Linked DNA regions of Danio rerio: region 1 is linked to region 2. The links are chromatin contacts, called in public HiCAR-type maps. All regions are on one chromosome and are shown on one strand. Each heading gives the region's core, a stretch centred on a gene start, on an enhancer-like site or on the middle of the called end of the contact. The rest is flanking DNA. Distances are from core to core; before and after follow the strand shown.

What was found. HiCAR-type assays count read pairs that join an accessible place to other places.
Region 1: a contact with region 2 is called in a HiCAR-type map of caudal fin, with 7 times the contacts expected there. The contact joins two enhancer-like sites. A contact is called at or near these places in 3 of 18 Hi-C or Micro-C datasets (embryo and skeletal muscle) and 1 of 4 datasets of contacts at active chromatin or transcription factors (caudal fin).

The regions. Positions count from the first base shown.
Region 1 is chr17:12,547,281-12,550,922 of GRCz12tu, reverse strand. It overlaps si:ch211-185a18.2, which reads left to right. Exons shown (of 32, transcript NM_001258228.1): 8 at 147-296. Among named protein-coding and RNA genes, the nearest start is that of si:ch211-185a18.2, 17 kb to the left of the region's middle. Within about 2 kb of position 1,897, at least 29 of the 62 cell types and tissues checked have an H3K27ac peak or open chromatin away from gene starts, as enhancers often do. A contact at or near this core is called in caudal fin and skeletal muscle, where this site is marked.
Region 2 is chr17:12,380,180-12,383,852 of GRCz12tu, reverse strand. All of the region lies in intron 19 of si:ch211-185a18.2, which reads left to right. Among named protein-coding and RNA genes, the nearest start is that of irf2bpl, 150 kb to the left of the region's middle. Within about 2 kb of position 1,777, at least 13 of the 62 cell types and tissues checked have an H3K27ac peak or open chromatin away from gene starts, as enhancers often do. A contact at or near this core is called in caudal fin and skeletal muscle, where this site is marked.

The DNA.
Region 1 (3,642 bases), core at 648-3,147, 170 kb before region 2:
GTTTTCAAATTCTTGAAAGTGTCCAAATACTTTTTGGGCCCACGGTTGATTTTGATGTGTGTAGAGATTGGCAGTGATCAATGAACTGCACGTAAAACCAATAAATATTACTGACTTTTGTTTTATTGGTTATTTTTTCCTGACAGTCTCAATGGATGTTTATCGTGAGAGACAAACAGGGGGGCATAAAAGCCCTTTGGAGACCCCTGCACCACGCAAGGTCATTCCCAAACCCACCCACTGGACATCATCAACAAGCACCAACAGACCTCCGAAATCCTCCTTTAAAAACCAAGGTGGGTTTCTCTCATCAGGTCAGCACTCCATTTTGATTCTTGGCCAAGATTTGATGGGTTGTTGCATTTAATGTTGTGCATCTAGCATTGTTCATTCTTGTCACTCTGTTTAAAACAGCTCATCATGGTTCATTGATCATAATCAGTTTTAGACTAGGAATACTGTCATGTGGATGTGATTCAATTTGAAACCACTTGATGGCAGTAGCGTCACTACTGAATTTTGGCGTTTGCACCACAACTAAAACCACAACAGATTTCTATTGAAATTATATAATTTCAGTACAAGTTTTTGATTAATCAGAGGTGGAGGTAATGACAGCAAAAATGAAACGGCAGTCTTTACTATCTATCAAGATTTACTGGACCTACTAAAAGAAGATTATCCTGGAATTAAATGTGTGCCTTTTCTTCTCTTTTTAAGATATTTTATCTAAATATCATAAAATAAAGTATACCATTAATTAATTGTTATTATAATTATTTTATTAAAGCAATTTTATTAGTCACACTTAATTTTAAGGTACAAATTTTACTATTAACAATCCAATAATTATGAATTTTAGCTCAATAAACTCTTAATGTTCTGGGTATTAATAGCAATTTAGATAGTAGTTAGGTTTAGGTATGATTAGCAATGTAGAACAATATCATGTAAAATATGTATTTTATAAGTACAAATAAACAGCTGATAGGCAGGTAAATAAATAGTTTAAAGTAAAGTGTTACCTTTTATTTATTGACTAATTGATATTGAAATGTTTTTATTATAATATGCATTGACTGTTAGTGGATAGACACTGGATTGTAATTATTTACTCCTACGCTTGTGTTTTGTAGCATATTGTTTGGGGTTGAGTCTCAAATATCTCATCACTAATTTCCAATGTCATTCATGCGTCCATGGCTACAGGCTTTAGAAACCATTGTGCTTCGCCTCTGCCGAGAAACCGCCTGCTTTTAGTTTCCTGTTTAAGAAGCAACAACGATCAGCTCAGCCTAGAACCTCATGTTCGCAAAACACCAAAACCAGTAATTCATCCCTGAACATGCTTTTTCCCTTTAGACGCCATCACTCAACCGATCTGTCACTCCTCCGGGTTGAATTGAAGACTTGCTTTTGCACTAAAAACCAATTAAGGCAAAAAGCAGTTGTTGAAAGAAGTGTCACCCACCGAACAGCTGTGTAAATACGAACAGTTCAAGCTGTTCGCCTCAGTCATGCTGTTTTGCTCCTGTCGGAGAGAGTCGAGGCTTGTTATTGGAAAAGCTTCAGGCATGTTAGCACAGGCTGACCCGGTAACACAGCTGCTTTAGTGTCTTCAAGTAGTGCGCGTCATTAAACAGACCGCAGTAGATCTAAACGACCCTATTCAATGTTGTGTAACCGTTAGCGTATACTAAACAAGGCCAAAACTTGCTTATCACAAACAGCGATCCTGGGTTTTTCCATTTCACCTTGCTCTTTCCTCTTCTTTTTTTCCCAATTGCCTGGTAATTTATGTACGATTCGTGCGCTCAAAGAAGCCCGTTTGTCTGAAACCTGGGAGAATTTTCCCACCTGAATATAATCCGAGTTGCTTCTGCAGCCCCCTCCCCGGCTCCCACATGAACATGGGATTGCTTTCCCAGACGCCGGAGCCATGTTCTCAGGCTCACGTTGATGGATGTGTGTGGGAGAACAGAGAGTTAATTATGGCTTGCAGTTTCTCGCCGTGTGTGTTTTTCCTGGAGTGTGAAAATCCTCATTCGCAGCATTCGATCTCTCTTGTTTTCTTATAATCTAGTCTTCACTGCCAATTCGGCTGTCGAACATAATTTCACAATTGTAGCTACACAATCTTGCATGTTTGCACTGTACAACATAAGAAATACCATGCTCTTACTAATAGAGCATGCCGAACAACTTATTTTGCAGACCTTTACATTTACTCATTTAGCAGAAATTTTTATTCAAAGCGACTTACAAGTAAAGATAAAAGAAGCACTTCAAATCATCAGAGAGTTGCAGTATATAAATGCTAGGACAAGTAGAATGTATATATTCAGGGGTTGGACAATGAAACTGAAACGCCTGGATTTGGACCACAATATATCAATAGTATAGCTTCAATTCATCTTGGGAATGACAGTTACAAGTCCTGCACAGTGGCCAGAGGAATTTCTCTTCTTGGAGAATAGCGGCCATGGTCACTGCTTGATGCTGGTGTGGGAAAACATTTCCTAACTTGTTCTTTCAAAAACACCCCAAAGTGGCTCAATAATATTGAGATCTGGTGACTGCAGGCCATGGGAGATGTTCAACTTGTTCAATGCCTGGTTTTGGACCACAATAATTTATTAGTATGGTATTGGGCCTTCTTTTGCGGCCAATACAGCTTCAGTTCATCTTGGTAATGACAGATACAAGTCATGCACAGTGGCCAGAGGGATTTTGATCCATTCTTTTTGGAGAATAGTGGCCAGATCACTAGATGATGCTGATGGAAGAAAACGTTTCCTGACTCTCTTCTTCAAAAACACCCCAAAAGAGCTCAATAATATTTAGATCTGGTGACTGCAGGCCTTGGGAGATGTTCAACTTGTTCAATGCCTGGTTTTGGACCACATTAATTCATAAGCGGCCAATACAGCTTCAGTTCATCTTGGTAATGACAGATACAAGTCATGCACAGTGGCCAGAGGGATTTTGATCCATTCTTTTTGGAGAATAGTGGCCAGATCACTAGGTGATACTTATGGACGAAAACGTTTCCTGACTCTCTCCTCCAAAAACACCCCAAAGTTGCTCAAAAATATTTAGATCTTGTGATTGTGCAGGCCATGGGAGAACTTGTTCAATGCCAAGTTTTGGACCACAATAATTCATTAGTATTGTGTAGGGTCTTCTTTTGTGGACAATACAGCATCAGTTCATCTTGGTAATGACAGATACAAGTCCTGCACAGAGGCCAGGGGGATTATGAGCCATTCCTTTTGCAGAATAGTGGCCAGGTCACTACGTGATGCTGGATTAGGAAAACATTTCCTCAACCGTTCCTCTAAAAACACCCCAAAGGGGCACAATAATATTTAGATCTGGTGACTGTGAGTGTGAAGGCCATGGAAGAACTTGTTTAACGCCAGGTTTTGGACCACAATAATTCATTAGTATGCTACTCACCTGTTTGCACTGGCTGCCAGTTGCTGCTCGCATCAAATTTAAAGCTCTGATGTTTGCCTACCAAGCCACCTCTGGCTCTGCTCCTTCTTATCTGCTCTCACTTCTGCAGATTTATGTGCCCTCCAGAAACTTGCGTTCAGTGTATGAACGTCGCCTCGTGGTTCCATCCCAAAGAGGGAAGAA
Region 2 (3,673 bases), core at 528-3,027:
CCCTGTTTATAAAAAAAGCTTTGTCTGGTGCCACTCTTTGCAGTATTTTAAATAAATAAATACTATCAAGTAATAATAAATTCAAACTCTTTTTAAGCAGTTAATTTGCACTGAATCCCAAATCCAGGGTCTCTGCTGGGTCTTAAAAAGTCTTAAATTTCAGAAAAACAAAACTTTAGGCCTTAAAAAGTCTTAAATTCACTGAAATATTGTCTTAAAGGTCTTATTTTCCCTATGTCCAAGTAAAGCTATAATCTGGTCAACACCCAATCATCTATAAACCTTTTATATTTACGTTTGTTTTTATATTGCAAATAGAAACAATTCACAACAACTGTTACACTGTAAAAAATATATGATCAATTAGTTCTGACAGCATGTTTTTAGTTCATTGTACTTTATTAAAACCATTTACCGTTATTAAACACGTTATTATTATATTACCGTTATTAAAACCGTTATTAACCATGTTTTAACTTAATTTGATAAGTTACGCGAGCTCTTATAAGTCAGTTTAACATAATATAAGTTCAATGGACTCATAAGGTTAATTTTATTCAGCTTAAAATTTAAGGCCACCAGGATTTTTTTTTTTTTTTTTTACAATGTAGACATTTCTACAGCAAATTCTCTAAAATAAATTTCTTAATCAGGGAAATAATACTAAAGCAACACATCCCTTAACATACAGTAATCTTCCATTAAAAACTATTTACTAAACTGGACCATTAGAAAAAAATCCTTAGTGTTTAGCTCTGTCTAAGTCTAAAATTTCATTAATAATGGTCTTGAAGTTGTCTTAAAAAGTCTTAAATTTGACTTGAAGAAACCCTGAAATCAAATCAAATCAAATCAGCTGCATAAAATAAAATGTTTCCGATTTTCGGATACACCCAAAAATGTCAATTTGCCGATATGTGACTTTTTTTTACCAGTAGAACAATAAAAAGTGTTTTCAGCTAAATCGGTGGTCCTTGGTGATGCATAAAATGCAAATCCACAGCTACCGGACATTTACAAAACATTATGTACAGAATGATTTACTTTAATCCATAGCTTCAGCAAGTTCACGACAGTCAGGCTGCATTTTATCATTGTAAAGTTAATGATTTGAAGCCGTTTTATTATCATCGAAGCTTATCTAGAACAACATGTGCTATCCTTTGATTTGCTAAAGTTGCTACTATTCTAAGTAATTTTTCACTCTAGTGGAGGATAAACAGATGAAAAAAAATGTCAAAGACTTGGACTGAGCCAAATCCAAAGACTAGAAAATCATAGAAAGCTGGAAACTTTCCAGAAGACCCTAGCAACCTTTCAGAGGACTGTTACTTCAGCACATGTCTACAAATCGAGTGTCTTCTGTCTGTTGGCAGTCGTACAACTATAAAAAGTCCTTTTTTACTTTGACTCTCTAATTGTTCGAATGGCAATTAGGATCGGAGTTATGAGCTCAGAAATATAAACATTTTCCAAACACTCAGAGCCATAAAAATTTGAGTGTGTTGCACATAATTAAGTGTGTTTTCAGGGACTGGCATGTATTCGGCCCACTTGTAGTTTTCCCAACAACCAAATAAAGGCCACAGCTACTTAAGTCCAGACCCCGGTGAGCAAGTTCTCTCTCTCCTCTCTTGGACCGCGGACACGGACCCCTGCCAGCTCCTAAAATGTCATTCCTCTGAGGTCTCCAGTGCCTCAGCTTTGGCTCGGCCAGTTCTGATGGAGCCATAAACTTCAAACGGGCCCAGCGCCCGCCTGGCAGAATGCATTTCTCCCTCTCTATTTTTTTTTTTCCTCTGGCGGCCGGCCACTGGAAATGAGCTAATCGCTCCTTACACAGACCTCCCTGAGTCCGAGCCAAAGGAATCTGAGCATTATCCAAACCAATGACCGAAATGTTGAAAGCTGGCTCGCGGATCCAGCCATGGAATTATACAAGACAAACGTCCTGCTTTCCTTCCCTTCTGCTAAGACCGTAATGACCACTGAAAATTGCACTCAGACTAACATATGTTTGCCATTACCCCACGGCACACGGTGTGCACTTTTATTTGCTGTCATTTGCGTTGAAAGTTAAATATCCGATCCAGTAAGCTGTCAGGGGTATTTTTTGTTGTAGCGTGTTGTCAGTAAGTCTCTTCTGTTGGCAGATTTAGAGTGGAAGTCTGAATTATTAGACCTTCTGAATTTCCAATTTCCTCCCCAATTTCTGTTAAACAGAAAGAAGATTTTTTTAACACTTTTACAAACATGATAGTTTTATAATAAAGATAAAACTTCTTTTATCTTTGCTATGATTACAGTAAATAATATTTGACTAGATATATTTCAAGACACTTCTATACAGCTTATAGTGATATTTAAAGGCTTAACTAGGTTAAGTTAGGGTAAATAGGCAAATCATTGTATAATGATAGTTTGTTCTTTAGACAATCCAAGACACCCTGGAGAACTTTTTTTGAAATTTTAACAAATTTGTGTGCTGAGCATCAATTAGGACAGCGTTAGCACCTGTCAGCTTTAATTGTGGGGAAATTGGATAATTTTGAGCTTTTGTCAGCTAGTTTCATCGTCCAGGTTTAAAATAATTTTTTAGGGCGGGATCAAAATCGGTGACGGAGCCACATCTGCTTTTAAAGTTATGATGCGTCGGTTTCTCATCATTATTCATAGCTGAATTTTCTTATCCTATGAGAAGACCCTGCATCCTAAGTATTCATGAGAGCACTTGCTTTCCGAAGGCAAGGCAGACCTGCCGAGTTGTTAGACTGGGTGAGAGCGCGTTTGCGCATGGCAAGGAGTATTTAGCTGTTCATAAAGGGTCATATGTGATTGTTTTCTTGATTCATGGGTTTGTTGCATGTTTTTCCCCGCGATGCTGTCAGGGCCGAAACAGCAAAGCTGTTGGTTTGCAGCAAGCATTTTTGTCGGGAGAGCTCTATGAGAAATGGAGAACTTTGGCCCAATCCCAATTCTACCCCTCAGTCCTTCCTTTACCCCTACCCTTCGTTTTGCTCGTTCACTTATTTTGAAGGCATAGGGCTAAGGGGAGGGGTTAAATACCCTTCGAAAGAGAGTTTTTTTCAGGACCACACTCGAAACCAAGGGGTAAGAAAATTTCCCAGATTACACCAGGCACAACAGCTGGATAGCTACACCCGGAAGTCAGGAGATGCACACATTTTTGTTTTTTGTCATTATTACAAATTTTGGTCCCACTTTATATTAAGTGGACTTAACAAATATGTACTTACACAGGAGTTAATAGTTTGTTACAATGTACTTATTGTGTAAATACACGTATTTACTGTGTACTTATGCTTGATTAAATACATGTATGTAAATACATCTGTAATGAACTTTTTTTAATTACATTTGTAAATACACTGTTGACCATCCCTTACACCTTAACCCACCCTTAAACCTACCCATGCCACCAAACCTGTCCATAACCCAACCTCTATCCCAAAAAAAGCACCACAAATGTTCTCAAATACATTATAAACACAGTAAGTATATTGTATTTATTTTTTGATGCAAGTACATAGTAGTTAAGGACACTTAATGTAAAGTGGGACCCAAATTTTTTATGACAAACAAATGTTTTTAATATCTTCATAACTGCTCTCGTGTTTTACCGTCATGCTTAAAAAACCCCGCTAAATTTTAC